Regions from separate parts of the Mus musculus genome. Here all the other regions are linked to region 5. The links are chromatin contacts, called in public promoter capture Hi-C maps. All regions are on one chromosome and are shown on one strand. Each heading gives the region's core, a stretch centred on a gene start, on an enhancer-like site or on the middle of the called end of the contact. The rest is flanking DNA. Distances are from core to core; before and after follow the strand shown.

Region 1 (2,773 bases), core at 230-2,729, 1.8 Mb before region 5:
TGGGATGAAAAGACTTGGGGGATGTGTGGTGTGGGGACAAAAAGCATTGATGACAAGGTTTCAAGCTAAGGGCAGTGGGTCTGTGTGATTTACCCCAGGTTTCATGTTGAACAGATGAACAGAAGAAATCTAACATAAGAAATTCAGGAAGGAAGAAAAAAATTGTTTCCCCCCCCCCCGTTGTTGAAAAATGGGTGAAAAATTAAATTCGTTAATTAAGGCAGTGGTTCTCAACCTGTGTGGGTCATGACTTTTTTTGGCAAACCTCTATCTCCAAAAATATTTACATTACAATTCATAAGAGTAGAAAATTTATAGCTACAAAGTAGCAACAAAAAATAATTTTACGGCTGGGGATCACCATGACAGGAGGAACCATATTAAAGGGTCACAGCATTTCAATTCACTGAGGTCCAGCTATCATTCTCTATCCAGTGGCCCAGGTAGTTTCCACTCCGTCAGTAATGATAAGGACCTACAAATAAGGTTAGGGACTTTGACACACACTTTCCTTAAGGGAAATTTAAATTCCATTGTCTTATTTTCGTTCCTTTTGGCTTTAAATTACAATTTCAAGGTCGTCTCCTCCCCACATTTAACCTCAGAGGGCCTCAATTTAATCCAACACTGTTGTGTGTGGTAGTGGTACTACAAAGATAATTATGCTGTCTTCCCAATCCAGACAACATCTGGCCAGACAAGCGTGCTGGGTAGAGTTTATGAGAAGTAGGAGTACAGGGGACACTGAGGAAAAGGGACCTCACCCCATGAGCTGCCTTATAAACTCCGGGGCAGGGGCTGGCGCGCCATGTCATCCTTTCTAGGCTTAACGCTGAGATGGCACTCCCAAGCGGCTGACATGAAAGCAGCCTCATAAAAGGGTCCGCGTCATTGGGGTGATGAACCAGTTGGTGCTTAGAGATCCGTGGAGGATGAAAGGAGCAGGGTGAAGACGCCCTGCGTTCCCCTCGCTTGGTTGGGCAGGGCTTCCAGGAACTGATGAAGCTGGGGATTGGGCTCAAAGTAGCTCTTCATGCCTTTCCAGGGAGGAAGCTGTGGACACACTGCAAAGTCAGGAAGGTAGTCTTGGGGGGGGCTTTTCTTCCTCAAGTGTCTTGGGGACCCCGTCTCCACCCACCAGGGACTCCCAAGCGTTACCGGAGGCTCTCTAGGATTGCTAGTTGTTATGGCAACCGGGCTGTAGGGATACTGAGGCAAGCTTAGGCCCAGAGAGGCAACCTCCTTCTGTACCCTCCTCCTATTCACGGGTAAAGTGGCGCCCCCTACGCACAGGAACCGTCCCTGGGCCCCCGCCCCAGCGCGGAGACCACCGTGGACCTCCAGGGATGGAAGGCCGCTCTGGCCCCAAGCGGAGCCTCTCGTTGGTAGACGGGCTCGAGGGAGTCCCTCTGGGCGCGGCGCCGCCGAGCGGCTCGATGCTCCGACCGGAAGTGCTCTACACCGTCTGCCTCCCACCCGGCTCTCTGGTCCCGGCGGTAAGATGGCGGCTACCGCGGAGTGCGATGTGGTAATGGCGGCGACCGAGCCTGAACTGCTGGAGGACGAAGACGCCAAGAGGTAACCAACCGGGTGGTAGAGTCATGGAGGAGACGAGCTTGCAGCTCGTGGCTTGGGGCAGGTGGACCCGCCAGCGAGGCAGCCCCCAGATGCAGAGACGATGGCTCTCCTGCAGACACCCCCCGCCCCCATCTGAGCTGGAGTCGACCGAGATCCCTCTGAAGGGGTACACTTAGGGGGTCTGCTGTCCCCTTCTGCTTCCGCCTAGCAGGGAGCTTGAGGCATGGTCTTGTTCTGCCGCGGGGAGGAAGGTGGACTTCATCGTGGAGGCCGGGTTCCCGGGCGGGGGCGGGGGGAAGGGTAGGAACCCCAGAGGTCGGCTGCAGAGTGGGGGAGGCGTCGCGGCGACAATGACGACTTCCTTAACAGAGCCCCGACCTCCGCCCGCTCTGGTTAACTTGTGTGCATTGTTGCCCGTCCTGACTGGTCGTCTCCGAAGCCCGCATTCTCCTCCTCACTTCCCTTTCCTCACTAATGACCCTTAGTGGTCTCTAGTGTGAGGCTGAGAGAATTGGATGCTCACTGTATGGACCTGGTCGCCCCCCACTCCCCGATAGCCGTAGAAGTTAAGAATGGATAGACAGAAGGGCGAATGAGGAGCTTGTCTCTTGCAGTACGGGGGCAGACGCTTCTTCGCCATTCCTCCCAAGAGCATTCTTAAGCTCAAGGAGAACAGCTGTTTAAATGCAGTTGGCACTGCTGGGCAGCTGCAGTGGCTCGGGATTGCTAGTCTGGCCTAGCCTAGGGAGGTGCTGAGTGAGTGGTTTTTCTCGAACACTTGGTGAATTCCGACACCAGCTTAAGAACGGGTTTTCAAAGCGGGGTGGGGTGGGGTGGGGTGGGGGGGTTAGAGTACGCTTGGGAGCGGGCGGGACTTGTTCTGATACCAAAGGTGAACTGATTCTTTTATCAGTAGCATGATTAATTTGATCCTTTTCTTAGGATGGACTACAGTCCCCTTACTCTCCTTCCCTTGTGGTTCATGTTCATACCAAGCCTGTAGGGAATGTCTTCAGGCTGAATAATTTGAACAGAGTCAGTTCAGGAGGTCTAGAAATCAGGATTCTGAGGGGTTTACTGTCCAAGTTAGACTTATAAGCGGTACTCGGAGAGATACGGGGAATATTGTAGTCATCAGGTGTATGGTAGTACCTGACTTGAAAGCTGAGATGCTAGACAAAGTGTAGTTGATCAA
Region 2 (3,056 bases), core at 283-2,782, 1.9 Mb before region 5:
TGACTGATGCTGTTCCATGCCCTAGGCATTACATGGTCTCTGGGGGTGGGCTTTGATTTTATAAAAGTTTTGAGTAGTATCCCCGGGAGAGAGATGCAGAAAGAGGCCAGTGTTGGAGGATGAGGTTAAACAGAAGTGGTCCTAATTCATGCCGGGCGTGGTGGCGCATGCCTTTAGTCCCAGCGCTAGGGAGGCAGAGGCAGGAGGATTTCTGAGTTCGAGGACAGCCTGGTCTACAAAGTGAGTTCCAGGACAGCTAGGGCTACACAGAGACACCCTGTCTCGAAAAACAAAAAACAAAAAACAAACAAACAAAAAGTGGTCCTAATTCATACAGAAGGAATTAGAAGCAACAGAAACAGAACTGACCTGTGGTAGAAGGGTTAGTGGTTTTCATCTATAGTGACGGGTAGAGAGAACACAGGTAGTCTTTGAAGGAGCGCTAATTCTGACTGGGGGCAGAGTGAGGGAGATGAGGGGGTCTGGTATATTTGGGAACAGAGCCTAAGAAAGAAAGCTTAGTCTGTCGTGGTGGTTGCACATGTGTTTAATCCCAGCACTCCAGAAGTAGAGGCAGGAGGATCTCTGTGAATTCAAATACAACCCATCTACAAAGTAAGTTCCAGGCCAATCAGGACTACATAGTGAGAGCCCATGTGAAAGGAAGAGAGAGTGAGAGCAACCCTTGGCAGCAGCAGGTCTCCTTTTCAACCATTTAGTATCCTCTAGACAACTCCTTCTTTTAAAAAAAAAAAATTACATTTCTTCAAGTATTTAGCGGGAGGGAGGGTGGATGGGTGGTTGTCAAAAGACAACTAGTGGGAGTCTGTCTTACTCCATGTGAGTCCTGGGCACGGCACTCAGTCAGGCTTGGCTGCAAGCATCTTCACCTGTCGAGCCGTTTCGCTAGCCCCCAGAGAGCCCATTCTATAGAGCTCTCAGAGATTTCATCACCTTTTTTTTTTCTTTCTTTTTTCTTTTTCTTTTCTTTTCTTTTTTTTTTTTTTTTTTAAGCCAGGATCTTACTACATAACCCTAGCTGTTACTCACAGAGATCTGCAAGCCTCTGCCTTCGGATCGAGCCATTACACCTGACTCCATCGCCTTTCCTATAATAGAATGTCCTCAACAATCAGCCTCCTGGGCGGGCTTGGCTTCTCCAAGTTGCCGAGGGCACACGACCGGTCTGCGCGGCTACGTGAACATCATATTTTTCCTTTCTCAATTCTGCATGAACAGCCCTCTGTCTGCTCTCTTGGAAAGCTCAGCCACACGCCTTCCCTCGCGGCACTTGGAACTGGCAGTGACGCGATAAGCAGGCCTGGACCGGCTCCGCCCCACCGGCAGCCGGTTCCACCCAAAACCCAAGTGCCAGGCAGCCCCCGGCTCCTCCCTGTGCGGAGAACTACAAGTCCCGCCATCCCTCGCGCGCACTCTCCCTCCTTTCCCGCGTTGATTGTGGGTAGGATCGGAGTGTCTCCCATTGGTCTGTTCTTTCTGTCAGTCACCTGGGAATATAGAGAGGCGGGGCAGAGCTGAAGATCCGGATCCGGAGCGGCTGAAAGGCGGAAGTGGAGGCCGGAGCCTGGGACACCGCCGGGGGTGGGGGGGAGAGGAGCGGAGTCTGTGGAAGCCCCGGCCCAAAGTAACGCTGCTGCCCGGAGCCGCGGTGAGTGTGCCTGTCCCAGGGCCAGTGTCTCACTTGTGTGGTAGCCTCCCTGGGGTACCCTTTCCTCCTGCCCAACCTTAGCTTAGGGGGACACTGACCCCTCCCCCGACCCGTAGCCCCCTCTTAGGGGCTCACCAGGGCGTCAGGCCAAAGGGGGAGCTCCTCTTTCCTTCGCTAACCTGTCCTTCGGGAGCCTTTGGGAGTCTTTTGAGGCTCTCCTCTGGCCTGTCCAGTCCACTTGTGGGAGAGAGGGACTCTTAAGTTCCGCTCCCCACCCCCTCAGCTTTCAAAATCAAAGAGTCTTTACCAGGTGCGAAGGAACCTGTCCCCCTTCTCTTTTAGAGGTGACGGAGAGTGCTGTCTCTCCTGGTTTTCCTTTCCTGTGTTCTACGCCTCCCACTCCCCAATCCCAACCAAAAACCCAGTTGTCCCCCTGCAGCCCTGAAATTATCTTTATCTCGATTTCCTTTCGGAGATGCGGGGATGGGGGGGGGGGGATGTCGGAATGAGAGTGTTGTACACGCACAGAAGTGTTTTTGCGCGCTTACAGTTCCTTACTTCCTCTTGAGCTTACGAGGACCTCAGCAGAGTTTGAATTCTGGGTCACTTAGACGGAATGGCAGCCTTCTCCTTGGACTGCACGTTATGCCCCCAGCCCTGTCTTAAGTTCTCTCAGTGTGTGTTCGTCTTCCTGCCTCTAAAGAATTTAGCTGAGCTCTGCTCAATCCTAGGGACAGATCACAGATCAGGGAGGATCTGCCCATTCATTATCTTCTGTCTCCCCTCCTCCTTCCCCCCTGCTTCAGGCCCAGCCCTGTCCTTCCAGAGCATGTGAGTGGTTTCCTTAGAGAGACTGCTGCCTGCTTATCTATAGGGGTGGAGAATAGACCAAATAGGAGTAGTGTGAAATTGAGGCACCATCTCTTAACCACCCTGAATCACACACCACTATACACTTGAGCAACAGGTCCATTCCTCACCAGAGTCTCCACTCCCCTCTTGGCTTGGACTTTTTCACAGAGCAGTTAGTCCACATCACCGTGGCAGGTATAGTTTTCGTCCGTAAAGGAATTGCTTATGTGTGCTGGAAAGTGCCAGTTCCCCTACTGTATTGACACAGGATTCTTGTGTTTTCCTTGGGACTTAAGTGTGTGAAATGGCTGGTATCTCTGACCAAGCTGGAAGGTTCTCTTGTTATGCGGCCAAAGTACAGGTTAGAGACTGCCTTCCTGAGGAGTAGCCTGATTCTGAAGCCACAGCTGACCCTTGCTGTCTTGCAGTGGAGGAAGAGTGGGAAAGCCATTCAGTCCTTGGGCATCTCTGATCAACTTTTTTTTTTTTGGTTTTTTGAGATCTGATCAACTTAAGATGCTTTTCTTACTACACA
Region 3 (2,730 bases), core at 13-2,512, 1.9 Mb before region 5:
AAATGAATCATCCAATCTCATTAAATGGCTCTACTCCCTGTGTGTGAGAGGATGCTGGTGGTCATGGTAACCAAAAGAAAGAAGCCCTGCTGTTGGTAGTTCTGATGGTGGAAGAGGATAGGACTGACCTGGGGCTGACATCTGTCTCCCCCCAGCTTACATTAAAGGATATGCAACCTGTATTTGAAGATTGTTGGTGTCTGAAGTGACCTGTGAGGGTTTTTTGATAGGACCTAATTAGGACTCAGACCTTTTTTTTTTTTTTAAATATCTCCTCTCCCTGACGAGGAACACCGAGTACTGGTCGTAAGGCCGGTGCTACAGCCCATCACTACCACTGTCCTTCGTGACACCTCCATGCCAGGTTCAACACTGTCCATCCTGGTTCAGACCATCAGCTGATTCTGAATGGCAACAGCTAGGCTGTCCCAGCTCTCTGCTGCTCCCTGCTGGAGCTATTGCTATTGGCTAAATCCATACACACCCCTAGTTTATCTCAGGGCCAGAAACTTGATTATTGATGTACTTACTACCACCTTGAGTTCCCTCCCCTGGTCACCCTACTCCCTACAGCTCCAACCCTTCACCCTCAGGAAAAAAGCAGGAGGACTTAAGGCTGCTGCACACCTCGGTTTAATACATTAGGGTAGGTTGTAGTGCCTAGGGCCTCCCCTCCTGAGTCTCAGGGCCGAGTCTGTTTGGGCTTCAACTCTTCTCCCGCAGGAAGAACGCTAAGAGACTCTAAGGATTCTTCACACTTTCGTTTTGTAAGGAGCTCTTAGGCCCTCCCCTCCTGGGTTTCTGGGACTGGCCTGTTTGAGCTTCAGGGGGAGGTAGGCACTTGTTTTGTCCCCTGAGCCACAGATGGCCAGAGGGGGTCAGGCTGCAGGTCATGGCTGCAGGATCTAAGGTCGGCGGGAGCTGCATTTGTCGGTGAACACTCTGCTCCATGCGGTAGCGGCCCCTGCTCGGGTCATTCGACTCGTGTTGCCGCTGGCCGGTCACCGTCAGATTCTGGCCGTCTATCCGCACCACCAAGTCCTCCGGAGCGAAACCTTGGGCATCCACCTTTATTTGGAAACTTGGTTGCTCACAGCCATTGCCCTGCACCTCATCCCTGAGCAGCCTCACTGGTAGAGTGGCCACTTGATTCCGTTCAGCAAGGGCCACGCTGGGACATCGGGAAGCTACCCGGTTTTCCCCGGGTTCGCGCTGCCCGGTGGAGAAACTGCTTCCTACCCGCTGCATCCGAGAGTGCAACTGCTGCCTGAGGGCGCGAGGGCTCCCCAACCCCCCATCCGGGGCGGGTGCGAAGAGGAAGGGCCCGCCCACTCTTCCCATCCAGAAGGGCAAAAACACTCAAGTCGCTGTCTTATCTTCCTTGCAAGCGCTGCAGCTTTTGTCCAGAACCGGCTTCTGCTTCTCCCTGGGCCCTTCTCTCACATCAGAGGGCAGGAAGGAGGCTATGAAGGAACTGGATCACCTGAATGTGCGGGGTTACAGCTCCATCCTGGGAGCTGATGGGATTGAGCAACGGGGTTGAAAAGGTCTGGCTTGCTCTGCCCTGCCCTGCCCTGCCGGCCCTGCCCTACCCTGCCCTTTTAAGAATCGGGCCTGGGGCAAGGAAAATTGTTCTCTGGACTGAGCCAAAAGAGGGGGCCTTTCTGATCTTCCAGGAAGAACTATCCCTGACCTTTCACAGTCTACCTCTACAATGGGAAGAAACTGTCTATTTCTCTGGCTTTCCTCCACCCCCACCCCCCCATTAAGGAGTGGGCAGGGAAAAAGATGGAGGTAGGATGGAAGGGTATGAGGTCAGGAATCCTCTCCATCTTCAAAGCTGCCTAGGCGAGCCAGAAGAGGGGACCACCCCCTACCCTCCGCATCTTCAGTGTTGGTCTCTCTGGTTCTTTAGTTCTCAGCACACACAAACACACTCCCCCCCCCCTTTCCTGCCCACTCCCAACACACACACACACACACACACACGAATGCCCGTGCATGAACACACACATTCAACAGCAGCATGGCCCACAACTATGTCTCTTTGTTCTTTTGAAAATAAAACCGTTTCTGTTTAACAGCAACCCAAGTATAGAAAAAGCTGATTGTCACTGGGCAGTGATGGCGCATGCCTTTAATCCCAGCACTTGGGAAGCAGAGCCAGGCGGATTTCTGAGTTCGAGGTCAGCCTGGTCTACAGAATGAGTTCCAGGACAGCCAGGGCTTCACAGAGAAACCCTGTCTCAAAAAACAAAATAAAACAAAACAAAACAAAACCCAAAAACTGATTGTCAAAGTTAATTCATAAGTGTGAACACCACAGTACAAATAGTAGAATTAATGTTACATTTTATCTCTATTGTAGCTGCAAGCCTTAGCCGGCAGCCACAATAGGGCAGGCTTTTGCAATGTGGGAGCCAACCTCAGGCCCAGGCCTGTTCTTCCACCTATGGACTTTAAAAGGGCAGCATCCACAAATCCTCCAGACGGCCAGTGTTCTGGGGTGCCTCTTGTTCCCAAGAGGATAGTAATTGTCACTATCTCGGATGGCTTAAAAAAGATTAGAATGAAGTAATGGTCAAATCTAGGATGCTCAACCAAGCGACATTTGGTTGTCTGGAACCAAGAAAAAAAAAAGTATGGAAGGCCAAAGGATGGGAAGCGGCAAAGGAAGACTACGACTCCCATCGTGCGCCGGGGCCGTGACGCCTGCGCACTGTGCGCCGG
Region 4 (2,758 bases), core at 156-2,655, 1.9 Mb before region 5:
AGAGAGGCCTAATTTTTTTTTGTTCTGATTTTAATAGAGGCAAGATCTAGGTTGATTCTTCAGGGAAAGGGCTATTTCTGTAGTAAGAGGCCCAGCAGGCACAAGCCACCTTTGGGGGGGGGGAGGGATGGAAGGGTTAGGGCAGATTCCACAGAAGGATGACAGTTCTTCCTGTTATCCAACCTGTATCTCTTCTGCTTCATTCTTGCCCTGCCTCAAAGTGCATAGAAAAGAATTGATTCTCTCTTCTCCCAGTCTTTTCTGGCTAAAGCTAAAAATTCACAGCCACTCTTTTGGGCAGCCATCTTAACTAGGGTAACTCTTTCTCAGAGTGTCCTTGGTCCCTTCAGGAGTCATCCCCCCCCAACCACCAGCCAGGAACGTGCCTTTTACAGGTCAATAAAATTAGCGACTGATGGAGGAGGGGGCGGGGGCAGAGTGCTAAGCTCAGTGGCCTTGAATGTGGCTGGACTCACGGAGTCTGGACGCCTGTCATTCCAGTGCTAAACAGTGACAGCTGAGGGACCTGCCAGGGGGGTTTGGGGTTTGGAGGAGGGCCCTGTGTTGCCAGGAGAGAGGAAAAAGATGGATGCCTAATGTCTCTCTAATCACTGGGTCTTTATATTGCTGACCTTTAGGCAGGAGTTAGGGAGGGGGTGGGGTAAGGGTGTCTCCACCCATCTTCAATTTTGTGAGACCCTCAGACTGAGGGGAGGGAGACTCAGGCAAATCTGTTCTTGTTGCTGCTTTGGGCTGGGGGGTGGGGGGTCTTCTGGCGGAGCCAGGCTTGTGAACATCTGGACCAGGCTGTCAGATAGAATTGTATAAGGTCAGGAGGACTCAGGTTTTCTAACCCTCCGAGAGTCAAGTGTAGGTTCGTTGCCAGTGCTCCTGGCACTTAGGAAGCTGAAGAAAAACTGGTGCTAGTTGAATTCAAATGTGGCCTGAGTGCAGCCTTCCTAGCCTTGGGAAAAACAAATGAGGAGGAAGAGGCAGTGGGGGAGGAGAAACATGACAATGATGATGACAAAAGGAAGGAAGGAAGGGAGAAAGAAAGAAAAAGAAGGGAGGAAAGAGAGAGCCCACACATACGTGAGCAAGCATGATTGGTGGTACATGCATGTATGTAATCCTAGCATTTAGAGGGTGGAGGCTAGAGGACCAAGAGCTCAAGGTAGTCCTGGGCTACATAAGACCCTATTTCAAATGAGACGGGGAGAGAAGGGAAAGGAAGAGATAAAAGAAAAGAAACCGGAACTCCCAGTGGCCCTGTTTCTCTGCTCTATACTCAACAACCTCAAAATGCTTACCGACTCCTCACCTTCAGGACTGGGGTGGGACTGGAGACCCCGCCCCTCCCAGCTCGTCCCCGCCCCCAGCCCGCCAGCCCCGGCCCGCGAGCCCAGAGCTTTTGCGCTGCAAACCAGGCGAGAGCAGGTGGCCACCGCCGGCTGCATCTCTTTCCTGCAGGTAAGACACTCTGAGGATCTCGAGGTCAGCTCGGAAAGACAAGGCAGAGCCTTCTGTCTCCTGCCCGTCTCAAACCTAGGGGACACCCAGAGACAACTAGGCTCGGTAGGCGGGTGCGATAAAACTCTAAGGAAGTTGGAGGGAGCCGCTGGCTCTACGGGATAATGCCAGAGTCCAAGGGCTGCGGAAAGCAGCAACGGGCAGCAGACACTACAATGTTCCGAAGGGCAGCAGGTGAACTTCGTCACCCCAAGTACCCTTTGTGTGTCCCAGGGCAATATATTCGCAGTTCGGAGTAATGGAGTGAACCGAAGGGTTTCTGTTCTGGGAGCAAGTGAGTGACAGCTGTTGCCTATCAGCGTGGGACTTGGGTTTTCTGGTGTCCCTGGGTCATCTGCATCATTTGCACTTGGCTATAGATGGCGAGAGGAGGTGGGGAATGAGGAAATGCCAGAATCCAGAGGGCCCAGGATCAGCAGGTCCATCCTGCCTAGTGTCTTAGAGTCAGACCCTGAGAATGAAGGCAGGCCTGGGATGACTGTGCCCTCTTATGTGGGATTTGGGCTTTAGGATGAGACTCTGCCTCCCAGAACTCCAGGGAGGGTTTTCTGGGAGACCTGATCTGAGATAACTCAGCTGTGATGCCAAGATTCCTGAGTCAGAAAAGAGAGGCAATTTGGGACCTTGTGAGCCACTTAAGTAAAGACCCCCGGGGTGTGGAACAGAGGGAGGGAGGGTGCTACCTAGTCCCAGTCAAGACTCCAGGAACCTTCCAGAGATCATCCCCAACCTTTGGACAGACTGAAGAGACGATTAGGGCAGGGGATTTTTTTCATGTTTTTCATGACTGTCTAGATCCAGCATTCCACGATCTCCTCCCACACACACCATCATTGTCAGGAAATTCTTCCTCGTGTATTATGTTCAAGTGTGTGTGTGTGTGTGTGTGTGTGTGTGTGTGTGTGTGTTATGTTCAAGTGTGTGTGTGTGTGTGTGTGTGAGAGAGAGAGAGAGAGAGAGAGAGAGAGAGAGAGATCTACATGCCATGGCATGTGGGTGGAGGTTGGAGGACAACTTGCTAGAGACAACTCTCGAGGTCCACCATGTATATGGATACTGGGGAATTGAACTCAGATCCTCAGGCCTGGCAGCAAGCGTCTTTATCGAAGCCATCTCATTGGCCCTTGCTCATTTCCTACCATCCTTTCTGCTTCTGGGATAGCTTCTTGCTGGGAGGCAGTGAGCTGTAGGGCAAGAGACCTTGGGGTGGGTTAGCACTGAGTCCTCG
Region 5 (3,069 bases), core at 351-2,850:
TCCAACTAGCGATGTGGGGGCCTACGTTCCTCAGAAGCCCTTTAATAGGGTGCTGGCATTCTCATAGTGGGTGAAATGGCATCATCTCAGGCTTCTCAGGGTGTGGTTATTATTTTTTTAAAAAAGGCCCTCTGCTGAGGCATGGCATGGGAAGGGTGGGTGCTACGGAGGCCCAAAGCCTTCTGGATGCTGCAGTCTCCTGGTATCTTCCCTTAGAGACCTTCGAATTCATCCCCAATAAAAGCAGCCGAGTTCTGTGACTATCCACATGGCCCCACCAAGTGAGGCGCTCCTACACAGCCAGGGACTCCTGTCAGCGGTTTTCAGGCCTCAGCTATGGTCTGGAGGGCAGCGTACAACCTCAGCGGGAAAGCGTCCACCTTAGGGTGTCAGGCCCTAATTTAGGGGCGTGGGAGGAGGTAGGCAGTATCAAGGGCTCGTGGGAGACTGGCTTAAATAGCCGAGAGAGAGGGAGGGTAGTTGAAGGAGAGAGATGGTTTCCCTTCTTCCCCTAGAATGAAGCTAATGTGGGGAGGAAGGTGGGTGCGCATTACCATGCCCCTTCCCCTACATTACTTCGGGCTTCCCCTCATCCTCTACACCAACACTGAGGACAAGAAAAAACAATCAGGGAGCATCCCCCGGGCCAATCCCTCACCTCCCACCCCCAACCCCGTGCTCTCTTGCTCTGGGATGGATGAGCAGGCTTACCTGAGGCGCTGCTGTCCCTGGTGGTCCCTCCAGCCAGGCGCTCCAGAACCCGGTTCAGAAGATGCTCTGGCCGCTCGGGGGCGCCCAGGGGGGCCCAGGGTGGTGAAGCCAGGGGTTCGCCGGGGGATAGCTCATCTGAGGAGTACGAGGAAGGAGAGCGCAGGGGCACCCCAGATCCTATCGGCCCAGGCCCGGGAACCTCCTCTAGCTGCAGCCAACAGGGCCCCCCACTGCCCGGCTCCTCAGAGACCCCTAATGGCTCTCCCCCTTCCTCCTCAACGGGCGGCTCCAGCCCGGGCTCGGTTGGGGGCTCTCGGAGGAAAGCTGGGAGCAGCAGGCGAGACACGCTCTGACGCCGCTGCAGTGGCCGCAGTCCCCCGGCCGGACCGCCGCCCCCACCAGGGCCCCCACCCCCTCCAGGCCCTCCGCAGCAACCCGGACCCCCGCCGGGACCTCCAGTCACCGCTCGCCCCGCCAGCTGAGACGTCTGCTTCTTCAAAAATTTCTCCAGTGGCTTCATGCCCCCCCCCCCGCCCCTCTCTTAGGGGCCGCCGGGGGACCCAGGTGTCCCAGGCGCGGGCGGGGGGAGGCGGGGACACGATGCTCAGAGCCGGGGGAGCAGAGCCGAGGGCCGTGCCAGGCGTCGGACTGCGAGCGAGAGGTGGCCGAGCCTCGCTGGCCAGAGTCCAGTGGCCAGTGGCCGGGGGAGGTGCCAGAGGGAAGAGGAGCTCGCTCTCAGCGGCCCCCCATGCCGGCTGCGGCCGAAGGGTTGGCAGGCTGAGGGGCTGGTGTCCCCGTCTCAGCGCTCCGGGGCCGGGCTGAGGCGACAGAGGCAGCGGGCGGAGCGCAAGGCTGAGGACGCGGCGGCGGCTGCGCTCCTGGCCCCGGGGAAGGTGGCAGAATTGAGACCGCGCCCCCTCCTCCAGTCCCCGCCCCTACCCTGCTTAGGCCCGCCCCCGCCCGGCCGCGCGAGGCTTGAACTTGGGCTCTGGCGCTGACCGCGAGGAAAATTAGGACTTGGGTTTCTGACAGTCGCAGAAGGGCAAAGGCGAGGGAGAGATCTACCAAAGCAGAGGACTCCTGGCTCTTGATTACCGGGTCTCTTTTGAGCATTTCAAATAACCAGGGCATATGTTTGACCTTGGCACGCCTACCTGTGCACAGGTGAGGCTTATAAAGACTGCTGAACTCTTTGCATCTTTCCCACAATTTTATTTGGTCATTATCTTCCACCTGTTGAGAAGGGCTGGGACGGCGTCTTGGGTAAACTGGTATTGGCACTGGGGGCGGTACCCATATTCCTTTCTGATAGGGTTTAGGGGGTGGTGCAGGGCCGCCCTGTAAGGCAAGTACTGGCAAGTAGGAAAGAGCCAGGCAGAGGCCAGCAGGTTGTGGCAGGTCTAATTGGGGTGAAAAGAGATAGTAGACTGAAAGAGACGACCAAAAGCACAAGGGCATCTTAGCCCAGGTGGTAGCGAAGGGAAGCAAGACTGAAGAGATGTGTAAGTCCCCAAACTGCCAACTATCATCCATCACCTAGCACATTAGTGTATATAGCCATAGAATGGGAGAAATATTGCCCTTACTCCTGGTGGCTACGCCAGAGCATTCTGTCTCCCAGGGTACACTCCACTAGGATGGGGCTGTAGAGACAGTGTGAACACATCCAGGCTTGGTATACATGGTGAAGGAGTGGCACCGGGTTCCTGGTGGGCTGGTGTTCCTTGGGCAAAGTCCCACCCCTGTTTACTGTGCCTCAGCAAGGCATGGATGGACAGGAATGCTAAGAGCTGGGAGTGGTGAAACTGACAGGGTGTGTACTACACTTGTGTTGCTGTCGGTGCAAACTCAGTTCCATGTGTGCTAGAGCATGTGTTCACAGAAATAAAGCTCTGCACACCCATCTGGGGATTTGGAGAGGGAACAAAAAAAAAAAAAAAAAGAAAAAGAAAAAGAAAAAGAAAAAAAAAAGCTCCGATTTTGCTATGAAGCTGGATCTGAGCATTGGTTTCCTGGACAGCCTTAATTGGACACTCGGCCTCTCTTAAGGTTGGAAGTAGGAACTGGCCAGAGTGGCTTAGAGCTCCCCAGGTAACCTTTTAGGAACCAAGAAGAGGGGAGGGCTTCTCTTCTGCACATGCCACAGTTACCAGATTAAGCCGGTTGCCTTGGTAACCTCTTCTCTGGGCAGGATTTGGGATTGTCGGTTAGGAAGGGTGAAAAATTGGGGAGTGTGAAGGGTGTGGGAGCTGGAAATAAAAAGGGACCGAGAGACTTCTAGAAACTAAATGCTTGGGGAATCGGACTCTAGACCCTTCCAGTTACAGAAAGTGGCAGTCACTACATTCAAGACCTTGA
Region 6 (3,052 bases), core at 115-2,614, 1.9 Mb before region 5:
CACAACTCTCTATAACTCCAGTTCCAGGGGTTCCAAAACCCTCCTTTGGTAGTCACAGGCACCAGGCACATGTGCAGTATAGATCCCTCCACACTGGTAAGCACTCATACATATAAATCTAAAAATAAGAAAATTTAAGAAAATAGGTGGGCTGGGCGTGGTGGCGCATGCCTTTAATCCCAGCACTTGGGAGGCAGAGGCAGGTGGATTTCTGAGTTCGAGGCCAGCCTGGTCTACAGAGTGAGTTCCAGGACAGCCAGGGCTACACAGAGAAACCCTGTCTCGAAAAATCAAAAAAAAAAAAAGAAAAGAAAAGAAAATAGGTAGACACACAACTGTCCCTGCACCCATGCAGGACTGATCTACATCAAGGGCTTCTTTCTTCCTTTCTTTCTTTCTTTCTTTCTTTCTTTCTTTCTTTCTTTCTTTCTTTCTTTTTTTCTTTTGGGTTTTTTTTTTTGGGGGGGCAGGGTTTCTCTGTGTAGCTCTGGCTGTCCTGGAACTCACTCTGTAGACCAGGCTGGCCTCAAACTCAGAAATCCACCTGCCTCTGCCTCCCAAGTGCTGGGATTAAAGGCGTGCACCACCACTGCCCGGCTTTATCAAGGGCTTCTTAAAAGGACCCTGAAGGTGAACCCTGGCCTGGAAGTGGCTTGAGTCCTTGACCACCCACACCCTGTTCCATGGTGGCTCAATCCTGGAGATGGCAGAGTAAGACTACCCTCTTCTCTACTGGCCCAGGAGATGTCTACCCTTCATCAGCTTCTGAACTCCAGGCTTGGCTGCTCTCTCACCCGTGGCCCACAGTAAGTCTCCAGGACTTTCCATGGAGGAGTTTGGTGAAAGGGACAGAAGAAAAGGAGAGCTGGGGGGTGGGGTAGGGGTTGGGGAGTAGGGTGTCAAAAGCTGTTTCCATGGAGGAAAAGGCCCTGGAACCTGATGGACCACAGAGTCAGTGGGGGTGAGAGGGTATGCCACCCAGGTACCCTCCCTACCTTCAACATACCATAGACAGTAATTCTCAGACTGCCATTTCTGCCCCTAATTAGCAACTGTCCCCCCCCCCATTGTCTCCTTCCAGTGTCCCAGCCAAGGCCTCTTTTGTGAACTTAGATTCCTGGGTGCAAGGTAACCTCATTAGTACTCGGAAACTGCCCTATCTCCAAGGAACAGGCAGACAGACAAGCTGGGGACCAGGGACAGGGCGGCCATTCTTTGGGTCCAACCTGGAAACGGTTCCCCTGCAAGATGCTAATCTTAGACATGCCTTTGTCTGGTTTAAGGTGGACACACATACTCATGTCTCCCCCGCACACACACCTCAGAGCATTATAAACCCCTGGCCCCTGGAAGCGAGCCACTGAAGACGACGGCCTCAGACTTCTTGGGTATTTGGACCACTGCACTGAAGAGATCATCTCTCCAGATTACTTTCCCCTGAGCTCCAGGCACCATGAACTTTCCTTCTACAAAGGTAAAGAGCCAGAAACAGGGACATAAATCATCAGACTACTGAGGCCATGATAGTGCTTGCCGAGGACTGGGCTCATATGCTCTTTCTAGCGTGTAGCACTGAGAGAGGAGTATGGGTGGGTTCTTGGCAACCTGCCTCCTTGGTTAACACTGGGTACGCCATTGTGTGGGAGCTCACGTTTAATGAGTTCTTGTATTTCCGATGTTCTCTGTGCTTGTCAGTTATGTCTTGCACTCAACAGGGTAGTAGGGATGATTTTATGCCTGGTTTGTAGGTGAGGAAGGGCTATCCCAAGGGGGTGAGAAACTAGATCAAAGCCACAATGTACAGTTTCCCCAGCAAAGGAACAAACCTGCTGTGTGTGGAGGGAAGGGCTAGTAAGTTTGGTGCAGACAGACTTAGAAGCACCTGTCTGTGGGTGGAGAGTCAAGCCTTTAAATATGTTTGCACAGGACAAACTTCTTCTACCCCAGAGAAGCCTATGAAGGTTTCGAAGACGATAAGGCTCAGTTGTGTATTGAAGGATGAATTGACAAAGGAGCCAGCCGCAGGAAACCCAATGACAGCCTAGCAGGATCTATGGCAACAAGAGGTTCAGAGCCAACTGGCTGTGTGGAGTGAAACCCATTTGCACCTTGTCTCTGTCCCCCTTTAGGTTCCCTGGGCCGCCGTGACGCTGCTGCTGCTGCTACTGCTGCCGCCGGCGCTGCTGTCGCTTGGGGTGGACGCACAGCCTCTGCCCGACTGCTGTCGCCAGAAGACGTGTTCCTGCCGTCTCTACGAACTGTTGCACGGAGCTGGCAACCACGCTGCGGGTATCCTGACTCTGGGAAAGCGGCGGCCTGGACCTCCAGGCCTCCAGGGACGGCTGCAGCGCCTCCTTCAGGCCAACGGTAACCACGCAGCTGGCATCCTGACCATGGGCCGCCGCGCAGGCGCAGAGCTAGAGCCACATCCCTGCTCTGGTCGCGGCTGTCCGACCGTAACTACCACCGCTTTAGCACCCCGGGGAGGGTCCGGAGTCTGAACCCATCTTCTATCCTTGTCCTGATCCAAACTTCCCCCTCTGCTCGCCGCTGTCAGTCTCTTGGTAAATGGCAATAAAGACGATTCTCTGTTGGTGTGACTAATCTATGTTTCTGTGTGTCAAGTTCAGGCCTCCAGGGGGCGGGAAAGCATCTTGAGAATTGTGACGAGTCTAGGGCCTGGAAGCAGCTTGTGTTTCTCATTGCAAATACTTATTTGGTCGGGAAGAATCCAGCAAGGAACCTTGCAGTCCTGGGGTGTGTGCTACACATTTGGGAGGGTGGAAATGAGGTACCGATGTGCCCTCATGTTGTTCTACTACCTACTTTATTTATTTAGAAACAGGGTATCCTCGGTTGCCCTGGAAAGATCAGCATGACCTTATACTTAAATGACCCGATCTTACTACCCTCTATTTCCCCGGTGGTGTTGATACTGCAAGTGTGCTCCACCACGCCTCCTTTATGCAAATGCTGGAGGACTGATCCCGGAGCTTCATATATATTAATTAAGCAATCACTCTATCGACTGCTACATCCTCAGCCCCCACTG
Region 7 (2,754 bases), core at 126-2,625, 1.8 Mb after region 5:
TGATGGCTTCATCCCACGGCTCTGAGGCTCCTATGACTTGAAGCAAGTAGGGGGTAAAAACACAACAACCTCACAATTCGCCCAAAGGAGTCTTTCTTCAGGTCAGATGGTGAATACCTGAAATCCGAGTTCAAGATCAGCCTCACTAATGAGACCCTGACTCAAACTGCAAAACTAAGGCCTGCGAGACGACTAATCCAGTGCAATAAATGCACTTCCCACCAACTCTGACAACCTAAACACAACCCTTGGAATCCCCCTATGATGGAGAAAAGAAAAAGAGGCACGCAAGCTGCCTTCTGACCTTTTTGTGCCCAATAGCACAAAATGATGATAATAGGAAAAGCTTGGAAGGTCCCCTCTGCACCCAAGGACATTCTTCAAAGCTCTGAGCCAACGTGACTCTTTCAACCCTAACATAAAGACCAATAGCGTCGTTTTGTAGGGAAAAGATCAGCTAGAAGACTCCAGGTAATATAGAGGATTGCCAGGGTGAGAGGTTTTATGGTTAAGGGCCACAAGAGCTGTTACGAGTGCCTTTGGGATGAGATGGGGCTGGAGAGATGGCTCAGCGGTTAAGAGCACTGACTGCTCTTCCAGAGGTCCCGAGTTCAATTCCCAGCAACCGCATGGTGGCTCACAACCATCTGTAATGAGATTTGATGCCCTCTTCTGATGTGTCTGAAGACAGCAACAGTGTACTCACTTACAGAAAGTAAATACTTCTTTAAAAAATAAAAATAATGCCTTCCTCCCAAGGTGCCTTTGCTTTGAAGCAATGAGTACAATCCTACAGTATGGTGTCAAATTTACCCATTAAATGCCTGATGCCTATTAACAGCAGACACCACAGCTGAGATGGACACAGTGAAGTTTAACAGATCAGACGAGACACGTGCATAAACAAAACTAGACTGAATTGATAAAAGTAAATTTCACCAAAGAACCTGCTCTTTATGGAGAGAGGGTAGTTGAGAGAAGACTTGAATCTGTGTTTGGGCTAAGACCTTAAGAAGGAATACATAAATTTTCTGGAAAGGACTCTCCGGGACCAGGAGTAAGAACTGAGCGAAGGGTTAGAAAAATCCAAAGCGAGGTCCTGTGATTCCCGGCTTGGGGGGAGGGGCTGTGGAAGGGATGTCACCGGCAGGTAATGACCCAGTCAAATCAGAGATCCGGCTAGTGGCAGGGTCTCCTAGAGCTGTCGACGGTCAGAGATTACGGGAAAGGTCAGAAGGAAAGGAGGGTGGCGAGGGCTAGAGAGCGCCATCCTGCGTGCAGGGAGGCCCTGGGCCACTCCTTACCCGCCCGGGGCGGGAGACCTCCACGGAGGATCCCGGCCACCGCCGCAGCCATCGCTACAGGAAGTTCCCATGCGCGCTGCGCGGAGACGGAAGTAGCTAAGGATTGTGGGGCAGCAGTAAAAAAAAAAAAAAAAAAAAAAAAAAAACAAAAACCCGGGCCCGGAAATAGTGGGCGTGGCGCCTGATAGGGCCGCTATGCGCATGCGTGGAGCTGGGCCTCTTTCTCCTCTTCCCCCCCTCCCCCCGTTCCGTCAGACCTGGCGTCCAGTCTCCTAGCAACGACGCGAGACCTCAAGGAACGGTTCTTTCTATTCCTTCTGGTCCTTTCAGTTTAAGGCCAGTAAAGCCACGCTACACACCTCTAACTCCAGATCCTTCGTTCCCATTTACTCCTATTTTCCACCGCACCCCCAATAATTCTCAGAACCCCCTGCCCTTGTCTCCTCAGTCTTCCCTCCAACCTGGGTTCAACCAGCCCAACCGTCTAAGCTTCTCTGCTCGCCTTCGTCCATCTACCTGCCTCAAGCAGCCGCTGTTTATTTTAGATCATGCCAGGAGACGAGCAGGAAGGTGAGTTGACAGAACAGTTGGGCAACAGTGAGGTCGGTCGGGTTTCCAAAAAAAAAAAAAAAAAAAAAAAAAAATGAACCCAAGGCGACAAAAGGCTCATCTTTCCCCAGCTAAGAAAGCTGCCCAGAGAACCGAGGAAGGTGTCCACATTACTGAAGCCCTTATCACCAAGCGGAACCTGACCTTCCCTGGAGATGAAGACCTGTCAGAAAAGATGTGAGTGGACAGGAGAGAAAGGGGTGATAGAAGGCGGGAACAGTGACGTCCAGGTTGCTGAGCTGTACTGACTTTGAAACTTTCTCTCCTTACTTACTCCACTTACTAATCAGTATTACTTTCCGGTTGGTTTTTTTACTTTTTTTTTTGTTTTGTTTTGTTTTGTTTTTTTCGGGACAGGGTTTCTCTGTGTAGCCCTGGCTGTCCTGGAACTCACTCTGTAGACCAGGCTGTCCTGGAAATCAGTAATCCACCTGCCAATGCCTCACAAGTGCTGGGATTAAAGGCGTGCGCCACCACCACCCAGCGGTTTTTACTTCTTGAAGACGATTTTTTTCATACATCCTCAGCTGCCTTGGAGGTCACTACCTCACCTCTTAGCAAACTTCAAAATTCTCCGCCCAGTTCCCAGTCTGGCCTTCCCATACTGCTGTTACACCATTGATTGTTATAAATGATAAATCTAATTACTCCCTGGTAGAAACTTCCTCAACAACCTACTACAGCCAGAGTAAAATCCAAATAGCATTAACCAACCTTATTTACAGCTACATTCTGCAAGTGTGCAATTCCTCATACCATGTTCTTTTTTTCTTTTCTTTCTTTTCTTTCTTTTTTTTTTCTTTGGTTGTTTTTTGTTTTTGTTTTTTTTCCGAGACAGGGT

What was found. Promoter capture Hi-C pulls out the DNA fragments that hold promoters and counts their contacts.
Region 1: a promoter capture Hi-C map of hippocampal neurons shows a contact between it and region 5, with 10 times the contacts expected there. The contact joins the promoter of Dnajc7 here to the promoter of Rapgefl1 in region 5. A contact is called at or near these places in 7 of 39 promoter capture datasets (the 3T3-L1 cell line, cranial neural crest, hippocampal neurons and 3 more) and 2 of 115 datasets of contacts at active chromatin or transcription factors (astrocytes and embryonic stem cells).
Region 2: a promoter capture Hi-C map of liver shows a contact between it and region 5, with 6 times the contacts expected there. The contact joins the promoter of Rab5c here to the promoter of Rapgefl1 in region 5. A contact is called at or near these places in 2 of 39 promoter capture datasets (both in liver) and 1 of 115 datasets of contacts at active chromatin or transcription factors (astrocytes).
Region 3: a contact with region 5 is called in a promoter capture Hi-C map of liver, with 5 times the contacts expected there. The contact joins the promoter of Hspb9 here to the promoter of Rapgefl1 in region 5. A contact is called at or near these places in 6 of 39 promoter capture datasets (the C10 cell line, cranial neural crest, hippocampal neurons and 2 more).
Region 4: a contact with region 5 is called in a promoter capture Hi-C map of hippocampal neurons, with 7 times the contacts expected there. The contact joins the promoter of Zfp385c here to the promoter of Rapgefl1 in region 5. A contact is called at or near these places in 7 of 39 promoter capture datasets (the 3T3-L1 cell line, the C10 cell line, cranial neural crest and 3 more).
Region 6: a contact with region 5 is called in a promoter capture Hi-C map of liver, with 6 times the contacts expected there. The contact joins the promoter of Hcrt here to the promoter of Rapgefl1 in region 5. A contact is called at or near these places in 2 of 39 promoter capture datasets (liver and pre-B cells).
Region 7: a promoter capture Hi-C map of liver shows a contact between it and region 5, with 4 times the contacts expected there. The contact joins the promoter of Mrpl10 here to the promoter of Rapgefl1 in region 5. A contact is called at or near these places in 2 of 39 promoter capture datasets (liver and pre-B cells).

The regions. Positions count from the first base shown.
Region 1 is chr11:100,618,333-100,621,105 of GRCm38.p6, reverse strand. It overlaps Dnajc7 (DnaJ heat shock protein family (Hsp40) member C7), which reads left to right and starts at 1,479. Exons shown (of 14, transcript NM_019795.5): 1 at 1,479-1,578. The coding sequence starts at 1,502. It also overlaps a transcript of Nkiras2 not described here.
Region 2 is chr11:100,736,691-100,739,746 of GRCm38.p6, reverse strand. Rab5c (RAB5C, member RAS oncogene family) reads left to right here and starts at 1,532. Exons shown (of 6, transcript NM_024456.5): 1 at 1,532-1,669.
Region 3 is chr11:100,712,461-100,715,190 of GRCm38.p6, reverse strand. It overlaps Hspb9 (heat shock protein, alpha-crystallin-related, B9), which reads right to left and starts at 1,262. Exons shown (of 1, transcript NM_029307.2): 1 at 616-1,262. The coding sequence starts at 1,248. The coding sequence ends at 742. Rab5c (RAB5C, member RAS oncogene family) reads left to right here. Exons shown (of 6, transcript NM_024456.5): 6 at 1-188. It overlaps Kat2a (K(lysine) acetyltransferase 2A), which reads left to right and starts at 2,724. Exons shown (of 18, transcript NM_001038010.2): 1 at 2,724-2,730.
Region 4 is chr11:100,691,113-100,693,870 of GRCm38.p6, reverse strand. It overlaps Zfp385c (zinc finger protein 385C), which reads left to right and starts at 1,405. Exons shown (of 9, transcript NM_001373887.1): 1 at 1,405-1,470. The region is part of intron 4 of Gm38483 (a long non-coding RNA gene); the gene reads right to left.
Region 5 is chr11:98,835,316-98,838,384 of GRCm38.p6, reverse strand. It overlaps Rapgefl1 (Rap guanine nucleotide exchange factor (GEF)-like 1), which reads right to left and starts at 1,600. Exons shown (of 15, transcript NM_001080925.1): 1 at 712-1,600. The coding sequence starts at 1,231.
Region 6 is chr11:100,761,243-100,764,294 of GRCm38.p6, reverse strand. Hcrt (hypocretin) reads left to right here and starts at 1,364. Exons shown (of 2, transcript NM_010410.2): 1 at 1,364-1,474; 2 at 2,130-2,602. The coding sequence starts at 1,454. The coding sequence ends at 2,501.
Region 7 is chr11:97,040,203-97,042,956 of GRCm38.p6, reverse strand. It overlaps Mrpl10 (mitochondrial ribosomal protein L10), which reads right to left and starts at 1,375. Exons shown (of 5, transcript NM_026154.3): 1 at 1,305-1,375. The coding sequence starts at 1,356. It overlaps Lrrc46 (leucine rich repeat containing 46), which reads left to right and starts at 1,588. Exons shown (of 8, transcript NM_027026.2): 1 at 1,588-1,874; 2 at 1,985-2,090. The coding sequence starts at 1,853.